Linked DNA regions of Danio rerio: region 1 is linked to region 2. Evidence: chromatin contacts called from public HiChIP or PLAC-seq data. All regions are on one chromosome and are shown on one strand. Each heading gives the region's core, a stretch centred on a gene start, on an enhancer-like site or on the middle of the called end of the contact. The rest is flanking DNA. Distances are from core to core; before and after follow the strand shown. Region 1 holds the start of htatip2 (HIV-1 Tat interactive protein 2). Region 2 holds the start of dbx1a (developing brain homeobox 1a).

Region 1 (6,413 bases), core at 2,090-4,589, 69 kb before region 2:
TAAGGGGCTAATAATTTTGACCTTAAAATGGCTTTTAAAAAATTAAAAACTGCTTTTATTCTAGCCAAAATAAAATAAAAAAACTATTATATATACAGTTAAAGTCAGAATTATTGAGACGATGCTCACTGCAGAGCCATTTGAGCAGAGTTGAGCTCCAGCGAGGGGGAGCATGAGCTCTCGCTCCTCCTCCTATAAGCTGTTTTAATGCATACACCAACCCCACCCCTAACCCTACCCCCAGTGACATCACTCGTAGAAGAAGGGCAAGAAAGGAGGAGCGGAAGTTGAAGCGCCCCCTCGCTGGAGCTCAGCTCTGCCCAAATGGCTCTGCAGTGAGCACCATTTGGAATTATTAGCCCCCTTCGATTTATTTTCCTCTTTTTTAAATATTTTCCAAATGGTGTTTAACAGAGCAAGGAAATTTTCACGGTATGTCTGATAATATTTTTTCTTCTGGAGAAAGTCTTATTTGTTTTATTTCGGCTAAAATAAAAGCAGTTTTTAATTTTTAAAAAAACAATTTAAGGTCAAAATTATTAGCCCCTTTAAGCTATATTTTTTCTTGATAATCTACAGAACAAGCCACTGTTATAAAATAACTTGCCTAATTCCCCTAACCTGCCTAGTTCACCTTATTAACCTAGTTAAGCCTTTAAATGTCACTTTAAGCTGCATAGAAGTGTCTTGAAAAATATCTAGTCAAATATTATTTACAGTCATCGTGGTAAAGATAAAATAAATCAGTTATTAGAAATGAGTTATTAAAATTATTATTTTTAGAAATGTGTTGAAAAAATCTGCTCTCCGTTAAACAGAAATTGAGAAAAAAAATAAACAAGCGGTCTAATAATTTAGGGGGGCTAATATATATATATAAACTCATTTCATTTCATGCATTATTTATTAAGGTTCAGATGGGAAATTCTGCATGGATTTTTGGTCCACAAAAAGATAATATCTGAAGCGTACAGCTCCTGCTTTGGCTCTGGTTGTTCCTAGGCAGCAGTATCCAACATCATGGCCCTGAAACGCCTCTGCATACTCATCCAGCTTCTCAAAATCAACCACCTTTTGAACCTGGGAACAATAAAGGCAAATGATGAATCACTGATAAATCAACACTAAATCGTTGATAACATTTTGCACTGTGCATACAGCATTTCATTGCCTTGTTTTTTTTATAAACAGGTTTTTATATAAACTATTCTGCAGGTTTCATCAACTTAAATTTAAGACCTTTTAAAATCATTAAGAATGAAATTTTAGACTTATAGCATTAAACACTAAATATTTTTTTCTAATGGCCTGGTATTATTATGAGGAATCAGGTAATTGTTTTTAGTTTTTCTTTCCCTCATTAGGGAATTTAGTTTGGAGATTTTGCTGTAGAGATGTCTAACAGTTGTTGTGAATCTCTTTGTGATAATAAAAACTTTCATTTATATAAACAAACAAAAAAGGTTTTATTGTGATGCATTGTTGGTAATTGGATGGATGTCGGCCCGATTGAGTAACTTTATTTGGAAAAAGCAAAATTAAGACCCATTTAAAATTATTTAAGACCTACAGCCCAATATTTCTGTGAATCTAAGACTTTTTAAGGCCTAGAATGTAGTTTTGGAAATTTAAGAGATTTTAAGACTTAAGACCCAGCAGACACCCTGTATATAGACTTTTTGGAATAAAAATTACAAAAAAGATTGCATTATAAATTAATTTATAAACCCATTTAAACATTACCAATGTTTTCACTTGAAAAGAGTTTAGAAATCAACATTAAGTGGAAAAACCAAGGCAATCTCACAGCAATTCGTAATTTTTAGTGGCTATTTCAAATAAATTTGCACAAACTAATTCATACAATTTAGTACGATTTGCTCATCCCCCACTGAAGATTGGGTTTAGGGGCGGAGTTGAGTGCCACACCTCCTTTTAAAAATTGTACAATTTCATTTCATCACGAATTCGTACTAATTAGCCACTAAACTATCAAACATAAAATATTTACGTTTTCTCATGAGATCAGGCTGGAAATAACCCAGATTTTTCTCACAAATAAAAGTTTCCAAAATTGAAAACGTAAAAAAAAAATGTTTATCTAGCAATCAATCCTCTGGATTTACTGTATTTATTAGGTATGGGTTAAAATGTTAACATTTGTTATTGACAAATTTGTTAATTATTTTATTTTTATTTATTTGTTTTTATTTTTTTGTAGGGATAAGCAACGTTTTTGCGGAGGTTTTCTTTTTATTTGGATCACATAGACATAATATTTTGAAACTTGATTCATAACCAGATTTTCATAGGCTTTGTCCTCAAAGGTTAACTGCCTTCGTCCAATGAGAGTGATCCTGGAGAAGATGTTTCTCTCCACTAGTTCTTTTAGCAAAGCTTTTCCAGTTTCACCAGAGCCACCGAGAATGAAGCATGTTTTGTTCTTCTGCCGGTAATTCTCTTCCATTGCATTCAGATCCATTCTGTAATGAAAATAAAAAGTGTACACAACCGTTTGAATCTGGCAATATCAGCATGACACTGCAGAATTTGCACGGACAGGAATACTAGAATAAGTAGGTATGCTAGACATAGTTCACTTAAAAAATACAATTTGGTCATCATTTACTTTGTTACAAATGTCTAAACATCTTTGTCTTGTATATGACTGTAAAAATTGTAACTGACATTCACAGTTGAGAAAAGCATCATGTATCACGTGATAACGTAGGGTGTTGTTCAAGTACACCTGAATGAACCTGACATTATCTTTATTGACCGAATAAATTAAAGGTAAATACAGATTGTGCAGATGGTTAAGCCATCGCCCACTGGGAGCTTATTTCATGCACGCAATTTTATTTTTATTTTCTTATTTCTTATTATTTTTGATTTTTTTAATACATATTATCTGCACTGTTGCATATTCTGTATCTGAATGTTACTGAATGCAATAAAGAGAAACATATGTCTATCTATATGTAGGTGTCATGAGAGACACTGATATATTGGCAATATAATCACGAGCACAAACACTACAAACCAAAAAATATAGTTCCATAACTGCGCATTTGGATGTACAGTAACGTTAACGTGAACGTAATGAGCACCTCACCTTGGTATCTCGTAAGTCTCTGAATTCTCCAGGTAATAGAAAACAGCGGCGAGCACCACTACAAAAACAGTGAAGAAGCCTAGAGTTTTTTCACAGGTGCCCTGAAATACATTCAGTCCAAACTAGATAAACACAGGACTTTGGTTTTTGATCTGCAGCTTCTTCCTGTTACAATCTAGCTTCGGACGGCGCGTGCGCAGAACGCGTCCAGAGCATGAAGCGAGCGCGGCAGCTGTTTTGGAAACGCTAAAAACACGACTGGTTGTATGGCAAGCCATTTTAACATTCAATTCATAACTATAGATATATAGTATACAAACTTCATGTAACTTTTTTTCATTATTTTTTCTTAGGCTACTAATACTACTTTAATAATTTTTTTCGTAGGCTACTAATACTACTTTACTATTACTAGTTTATTTCTTTATTTATTAGACTACTAGTGGTAGTTATTTTATTAGGGCTAGACAATTGGACGTAATTAATGTGTATTTATATTATTGATTTGTTTGTGATTAGTTAGTCTATTATTCTATTGTTTCTAGTAGCTTAATACATTTCATTTATTTATTTATTTATTTATCGCCATTGACTTGAACTTTGAGATATTGACAAGGCAGGCTAGTAAATACTAGTAGATTAGTATACTTGTCTGGATATTACATTTAAAAGTAGCTTCTAAAATGGTATTGGTACCACAATAATAAGCACTAGTAAGTAAAAGTTTTGTTTTTTTTTTAATGAAAAATGCTAGTGCTAGTGTTTAAAAAGAAGCATGAAAATAGAAACTTGTATACAAAATCTGGTGACTTTCTATATGTATTATTTATTTATTATACAATATTTAGCTTTAAACTGCTATTAATGACAAAATAAATGTGTTAATAAATGAAATGCTATAAATGTCACTGTTTGTATGTTACATTTTCAACATCAGATATAGACAGAGGATAGGGACCAATATCCCATAATGCAATTTATAAAAATTAATAGAAAACATTTTAATCACAAAACATAGAAACTGTTAATTAAACAATATTTTTCAGCATATATTTCCGCTTAGATAAAACAGATCTTACAAGAATCTAGAGTTAGAGTTAGTTAATAAATAGATGGTTCACCAAATAGTTCACACTCTGTCGTCATTTACTTTCCCTTTACTAGTGTGAAACCTGTTTGTCTTCTGTTGCACAAAAAAAGAAGATATTTAGAAGAAAGCTGGGAACTTATGGGTGTTACAGTAGATATTTGTGTTCGACGGGAAAAAAAACAAAAAAACTCAAAGGTTTGGAGTAACTTGAGGGTGAGTAAATAGTGAGTAAATTTAACGTTTAGGGAAACTATCCCTTTAAATGTTGGCTACATAAAGCTCCACTTTGTTGCTAAATAAAAACTAAATTAACAGCAGGGTCCAAGAAGGTGGATGGCACCTGTTTATTTATTTATAATTGTGGAAAAACTGTCAAATGTGTTTAATTTATCTCAAAATTTCATATTTCACATCTCAATTTTTGACAATCTGTCTCAATCTTTTGCGTATAAAGAAATAGCCATATAAATTTCACTGGCAGCAAACACTTAAAATGTTCTATCACTGGCCTGGATTAAAGTTAGCATTTAACAGTTGTGATAGTATTTTCTTATTTTTTATTTTGTGACATATTTAAGTGAATGTTGAAAAATGTAGGGCAGGGTTTAATTTAGTTAGGATATGATTGGATGACTTGTTTGCAACTGCTAAATCACATTTGAGTGACAGGTTGATCACACCCTTAAGTATGAGTTAGTCGAGGTTGATTTCTTGGTGGCTTTAACCCATCTCGTTGCGGCCTACTGCAAAATATGGCATAAAAAATCAAGAAAAAAAAGTCGTCCGTGTAATGATCAAATCCCAGCAGTAGGTGTCAGTATATGGCCAAAATTTCTCTCTTTTCTCTCTGGTTTGTTCGGGGACCTGAATGTAAAATATGAATGTGTGTGTCTGTGTCAATACAGTACATACAGTTGAAGTCAGATTTATTAGTCCCCCTGAATTATTAGCCCCCTGTTTAACCAATTTCGGTTTAACGGAGAGTATATTTTTTAAACACATTTCTAAACATAATAGTTTTAATTGCTCACTATTAATAACTGATTTATTTTATCTTTGCCATGATAAAAGTGAATAATATTTGATTGAATATTTTTCAAGACACTTCTATACAGCTCAAAGTGACATTTAAAGGCTTAACTAGGGTAACTAGGCAGGTTAGGGTAATTACTATTGTATAACGATGGTTTGTTCTGTAGACTATCAAAAAATATATAGCTTAAAGGGGCTAATAATTTTGAACTTAAAATGTTTTTAAAAAAATTAAAAACTGCTTTTATTCTAGCCTAAATAAAAACAAATAAGACTTTCTCTAGAAAAAAAAAAATTATCAGACATACTGTGAAAATTTCCTTGCTCTTTTAAACACCATTTGGGACATATAAAAAAAAAGAAAAAGATCATTCAAAGGGGGGCTAATAAATCTGACTTCAACTGTATATTTTCTGGAATGTTTAGTAATGCTTACGGACAAATTTCAACAACAATTATCACTTACACAGCAAACAAATATCACTTACAATGTCACTAACGGAAAAGGTCTTCAAGTGGAGTGCACTAATACATGCATGTCAAAAGCGCATCATTTAACATATCAAAATTGTGAATGAATGTGTTTTGCTCTTTAGCCAATGAGGCCACACCATATGCTCCGATCCTTTAAAGCAGGTTTTATTGTCTGTGCACAAGACTCCAACTGTTTAAATTCCAGCTCTGTTCAAACGTTTGTTGGCCGCTGGTATGAATAGACCCATATGTTAGCTGACAATCCTGCTCTTTCAGATGTTACTGAACAAATGTAGTGGAGATTTATAGAAGGGTCATGTTGGCTATGGCTATCAGCTTTCATTATTGCTTCTTTAAAATCATTATGAATAAAGCTCTCCCTTACAGACACAATAATGCTTTTTTGCATGAACTCAATTTGAATTCTTGATATCATGCATTTTACTCATTATTAAAACACATAGTACATCACAAAATTTATATAAAAATTTTAAAATACAGACACCTGCTTTAACATCAGTTTTTAACAGAAACCCAAACAAAATACCATTTGGCACCAGTTTATCAAATCTAAACAAATATATTAAGCAATTGTATTTTGTTTAGATTTATTAATACACAAACAAATGTCAAAAAATCATTAATAGTTGACAGCACATCTTATAAGTGTTTCCTGATTATTTAAGGTTACAAATTGCATGA
Region 2 (6,310 bases), core at 2,060-4,559:
AACAGCACCTGTTATGCACCCAGCCAAATAGGAGGGACATCTGAATTTAATAGTCCCAGAAAAATTGTCTTTGCCGTCCCAGTCCTTTCTTCATTTAAACCTGCAGACACGTCGAACGGTGACAAGCAATGGAGGGTTCAAGACTGAAGGGCAAAGAAAAAAAAACCTTAATCCCTGCTGTGACCAAACGCGGGTTGGCTGCCTGACATATCAAAGAACAGGTGGACCGAGACCAGGCGTACTAAAGGCTTTGTTCAATAGATGTGTGCTTTTTGTAGGGTTATGTTAAATGCCGAGTTAATATCGATTTAATGCTTGTCAGCAGTTCTATATATTTTTCTGGCCCACGCAAATCCTCTAAACGCTAAAAAACATTCATGCTTTGGCAGAAACACTCTGCTATTGCATCTGATCGTTCATGACCAATGTGATCTACCCTGAATTTCTGAACTTGTAATTACAAAGCGATAAACAAAACGGTAAGACTTCCTGTTTGTCTAAGCCATGGTTTAACTTCACTAATAAAAAGGAGTAAACCGTTAACCACCTGCCAGTAAAACTACCCCAAAGGAACCCTTCATGCATGTGTAATTTATTTACTCAGACCGACTCTTAACTAGGCAATACTGACGGCAGATAATGCGCAAGTTAATCTATTTAGTTTATTGTTGTGAAATGAGGGAACTGTGTAAAGAATCTAGACGGCGGCACTGTTGCTGCTCCACTGTGTGCACTTAAGTTGAGGTGTTCCGGAGGGGGATAATATCTTGGAAATGTGCATTTAATGGGTTTAATCAAATCCCACCAGCTGTTTTTAGCCTTTGCTAAAAGAAAAAAAAATGTGCCAAGCTTCCACAGCTATTAGAAATTAGCTTCGGTCATCGAGACTAAGCCATGTTTCCAGCTAACCATCTGCTAGTCCGCAACAATAGAAGGATTTTCCGAGCAAAGAAATATGGAGTTATATAAAAAAAAATTTAAACATAATAGGAGAAAAAGGCTTTGCTTTGTTCATTTGCCTTGCTTAACGTACATTTACAGTACAGATTGTGTGTTTAAAAAAAAAAAAAAAGTTTGCTCAAACATTCTCAACTCTTTTTGGATGCACCATGAAGCAACGGTTGGTTTGGAAAGAGAGTAAATAATGTCTGTATTTACTTTTTAAAATGCTAAATGTTCTGTTGTTGGGATCTGACTGGTCTATAGCAATTATATTTATCTTAATTTCCATACAATAGTGTGTTTGGGAAGCCCTCAGGTAAACACATATGCGTGTTTTATACTTTGGCTAAAAAAAATCACTAAAATGTAACTAAATTTAGCTTTGTGGATATAGATACAGGGTTATCCTACTGATTAAAAGAAGTAGACATGATTGTGCAAATAAAAAGCACAAGTTTTATACTTAACTGAGTGTTTGGATTTCCTAAAGTTTGATATTAGACTGACTATGCGGAACATACATTTATTAAACACTTAAACACATGAAACACTTTTAAAAAGTGAATGACAAAAATACAAACAAATAATTTATTATAAATCAATAATAATGATTATAATTGATAATAAAAATCTTATACGCTGTAAAAAAAAATATTGGTTGCCTTACATTTTAAGCTGCAACAAGTATTTGGTGAGTGTTTGGATTTCTTAAAGTTTGATATACTGTATTAGACTGACCATGTGAAACATAAACACTAAAACACTTGAAACACTTAAAAAAAGTGAATGACAAAAATGCAAACAAATATATAATTGAATTAATGACTAAATTATTTTAAATAACAATAAAAAGCATTATGCACAGTAAAAAAAATCTTGGTTGTCGTACATTTTTAAGCTGAATCAAATTCACCTTATGAGTTCATTGAACTTATAATATGTTAAACTGACTTAAAACAGCTCATGTAACATATCAAATTAAGTTAGAACTTAATTAACTTAGTTTAAGTTATAATGAACTAAAACATATGCTGTCAAGACTAATAGTTCATACGTTTTACAGTGTAGTAAAGACATAAAATAAGGATATATTACACTAAATAAAATATTTATTAATTATAAGCGTAGTGATACTGATATGCATTAAACTCCCAAATCCTGCTTCAGAAATGGATAAAGCGACTTCCACAGATATAAAACTTTCGCACACACGCAGGTTGGAGCTGAACCAAACGAATATTGAGCTATAATAAACAGCAAGAGAGTTTTAAACCAGTAGCGCGCAACGTGTTCACATTTGGCGCTTTTAATATAGCATTTTATTTCATTTAGTATTTTATTACGTCGACTAGCTGGAATACCGAATCTAAAACATGACGCGCTTTCAGCTTTTGCGTGTGTCCAGACTCTCATATCAGTTAAATACGAGTTTAAATGCGCATTTTACGCATGCGTTTCAAATCACATATGCACTTTTATTCAAGCGGTTAAACTGGCAGAATAAGCCTCGTCGTCTATAGAAACAGAGATCGGTGTGTTTTGTGTCAGAGATCTTTGTGAGGGGAAAAGAAAGCGAGGCGCGAGCAGCTGAGGGTGACAGTTCACGGTTCAAACGGAGCTGCACACGTCTCGCGAGCGTGTATAAAGTGAGGCCCCGGAGAAAGTGAATGAAGACTTGCCCGGTTTCAAACACGGGGGATATATCTAACACATCTGTCACGGCGATTCAGACCCAAATCCATTTAAAGCTGTACTCCGTGACAGAGCCCAGATTGGATTTCAGTAGAAGTATACAGCATAAAGCATAAATGATTATTAAATGGGGGTTTAATCGGGAGGATCTTGACAGCCGAAGGAACGGCAGAAAACAGGATAAAAACTCTGCATATGAAATACGCATATAGCCTAAAGAGAATGGGCTTGTATTATTTAGATTTTACATACTGCTGGATAAAGTTTCAAGTCTCTCGAGCAATCTCCGTCTCTAAAATAAAAATAACAATTAATGTTTTATAATGGTGCTTTAAGAAGTGAGAAAACAATGGTTAAACCATATATAAATAATTAAATGCCAAGTAATATAATTATTCAGTTCCCCCTTATACTGTAAATAAACACTTTGTCGATATGCAAAATTTATGACCGCATCTTCTTTGTTAAGCGGCATGCCCTGACCATTCAAATCTTATGAAGTCTAATCCAATCATAAATTGCTCTATCGGACCAATCAGGCACCTCCGAGGCATCATTCAATGGGACTCAAGCGGAGGACTTTATTGAGTCTCATTGTTGTGGCTGTCAGTCCTCAAAGGACCCTTGCAGGGGCCTAGATATAAAGGACCCCTTCCCAAACGGAGACCTCCAGAAGCAAATCGTCATTCGGTCAGTTCAGAGCTTGCCAGAAGAGACTTGTGTAATACTAACAGGAGTCATTTAAGTCATCTTTTAATAGCCGGGACCATGATGATCCCAAGTGTTATTGCACCACCTGCTATATATTCAGCATTTATGCGTCCTGCTGCATCGCTGCATTCACCCTTTCCAGCTCACCCGAGCTTCCTGGTGGAGGACCTTCTGCGCATCAACAGACCCAGCGGTTTCCTGAGCCAAACCGCGCACTCTCCATGCGCATCTCCTCCAAATTCAACGCCTCTTTCCATCCCGGATAACTGCAGGATTTTGGACAGAGTTAGCCCTGGCATCACGGAAAAGCATGGACCTTGCTCCCCCAAAACGCCAGTCTCCAGCAAGGATCCAACATATTTAAAGTTTGGAGTGAGTGCCATTTTGGCACCGTCACCAAAGAAAGGTAAGTGTTTTAAATAGCACTGATATTGCACTAAAATCCACATCTACGCGTTAACACGCAGCACTAACTTGAGTTTTTTCTCTCTCTTTCAGCCACATCTCCACCCTCCGTCCACAGCATACACCCTAAAGGATTCTCTGTGCCTTATTTTGATGGTTCATTCTGCCCTTTCGTCCGTTCTTCATACTTCCCTGGTGAGTATTCACATTCAAACGCTTGTACAGTCTGACTTGGTGGAGTTTTAATCAAAGCTTAATCGTTTGCCAACGTGAGGCTATTTTAATCTGAAAGCCCTCGAGTTTAGAGCGCATAGGTGCAGGTCTTTCCCACAGTGAGGGAGCATTTCGGCCTGCTGACTGCCAACAATGCCGTCAACACCATGACCAATCTGGTCAGCTCCCTCCAGGGCAAACCACCCACAAACCCGCCAAAGATAGACTTTTAACCAGCGACAGAGGGGCGTTTACCAGTCATGCACTAATTTGCCCATTAGGCGCCATTGAGCGCTTTCAATATTCTCACAAGACCACATAGAGTGTGATTGGTGTTTGTGGAAAGTGTTGCGAAAGAACAATATGAAGAGCTGTGCGTTTAGAATAGAGAGCGCGAAATCTGAAAAATCGACAAAATCGCCGACAAAAAGCTTTCAAAGTGCTGCTGCAGCTGCCAAACATCAACTCCAGCGAGTCCCACTTCGGTTTGCTCTACATTCTCCACTGGCTCCTTAAAATACGAGCTCCTTTGAGGCCTTTAAATGTCTATAGCCCATTCTTTTATCCACGCCAAATAATAATAGAGCACGACTCTTTTCACCGCGCGCGCTGAATACCTTAACAAAACAACTTGAGCGCTCTCAATTGCCTTTCGTGTTCATTTAATGAAAATTATTTGGGGGCAAAAAACGCGGTCCCCGGTCATCAGTATTCCAGCGTGCAGTTGCGTTCGGTTTGAAAGTGTAAATCTCCTTTTGTTGCATTAATATATGGCCTTAGCCGTCTGTCCGGAGTCTTTTCTCAGCCAGTTCATTACTACACAATTACCGTTCACGGTATATTAACTCTTCTGTCCTTCACTGGGGGGCTCGCAGAAAAGGATACTCTGCCTTTTTACCATACCAATGCAGCGTGGATCCGGCCCATGTGCTAATTAGTCACCTCGTGCCATTTCGCTCTAAACAGGGAGAGACATTTCAAGAGAATAAATTCAAAATCATGACGATAATGAAGAAAAGTTTTCTTTCTCCCGGATCATTCAGCACTTCAGATTGTCCCTGGGAAAAGCAACACCCAATTGCCCTTAGTAACGCAATGTTAACTTTTAGCCTCCTGGGCGAAACTAAATAAAACTCTTTGGAGCTCTTGTGAATGCGTCCATGAATGCGTTATTTACCTTGTGTACTTGTCTCTTCTAACAGCTCCTTCATCGGTCGTGCCCATTCCTGGAACTTTTTCCTGGCCTCTTGCTGCGAGAGGGAAGCCCAGAAGAGGGATGCTCCGCCGGGCTGTGTTTTCAGATGTGCAGCGCAAAGCTCTGGAGAAAATGTTCCAAAAGCAAAAATACATCAGCAAGCCAGACCGGAAAAAACTTGCAGCCAAACTCGGACTAAAAGATTCACAGGTGAATATATGGATGGAAAACAAATTAATAAAGAAATAAAGAAGTGAATAATTAAAATAATTAATAAAGTGAATAAATTAATAATAATTATTATATTAAATATAATAATTATTATTATTACTATTATTATTGTATATAATTATTATTATTATTACCATTATTAAATAAATAAACTCGCAGTGGCATAAAATAAACAGCTGCGAATCTTGGACTAAAAAAAATTCACAGGTGAATATATGGAAAACAAATGAATTAATAAATAAAGAAGTGAATAAATAACTTAATAAATTGAATAAATTAATAATAATAATTATTATATTAAATATAATAATAATAATTATTATTATTATTGTATTATTATTATTATTATTATTATATAAACTCGCAGTCGCATAAAATAAACAGCAGCAAATCTCGGACTAAAAGATTCACATGTGAATATATGAAAGGGAAAAAAATGAATAAATAAATAAACAGACAAACAAACAAACAAACAAATAAATACAATAATCATTAAATAATAAAATTATTATTATTTCTAGAAAACATTTGAACATGTACTAAATTTATCAGATCATTTCAGATATTTATTACTGATTGAGACAAAATCTTTGCACTTTATTCTGCTATGTTAAGCTTCAATTACTAACAAAATATATCTTCACACAGGTCAAAATCTGGTTCCAGAATCGGCGAATGAAATGGAGAAACTCCAAGGAGAGGGAGTTGCTTTCATCCGGAGGCTGCCGGGAGCAAACCCTGCCAACCAAAACAAACCCTCACCCAGACCTAAGCGACGTGGGTAAAAAGTCTTCCGAGGATGAAGATGAAGACGACGCATGCGCTCCATCGCATTTCTGTCTCTCACCCAGACGCGTAATGTCAAACAGCACTGATTCCAGCATTACATTTAAACACTCGGACTTTTCTGAATCAGAGGAT

Evidence for each region. HiChIP or PLAC-seq counts read pairs in DNA pulled down with a chosen protein or histone mark.
Region 1: a contact with region 2 is called in an H3K4me3 HiChIP or PLAC-seq map of gastrula embryo, with 4 times the contacts expected there. The contact joins the promoter of htatip2 here to the promoter of dbx1a in region 2. A contact is called at or near these places in 3 of 18 Hi-C or Micro-C datasets (embryo and gastrula embryo) and 3 of 4 datasets of contacts at active chromatin or transcription factors (caudal fin, embryo and gastrula embryo).

The regions. Positions count from the first base shown.
Region 1 is chr7:17,084,825-17,091,237 of GRCz12tu, reverse strand. htatip2 (HIV-1 Tat interactive protein 2) reads right to left here and starts at 3,339. Exons shown (of 5, transcript NR_131978.1): 1 at 3,116-3,339; 2 at 973-2,483.
Region 2 is chr7:17,015,894-17,022,203 of GRCz12tu, reverse strand. dbx1a (developing brain homeobox 1a) reads left to right here and starts at 3,309. Exons shown (of 4, transcript NM_131158.1): 1 at 3,309-3,751; 2 at 3,844-3,945; 3 at 5,166-5,368; 4 at 6,038-6,310. The coding sequence starts at 3,403. It overlaps LOC137496161 (a long non-coding RNA gene), which reads right to left. Exons shown (of 3, transcript XR_011016266.2): 2 at 5,141-5,281.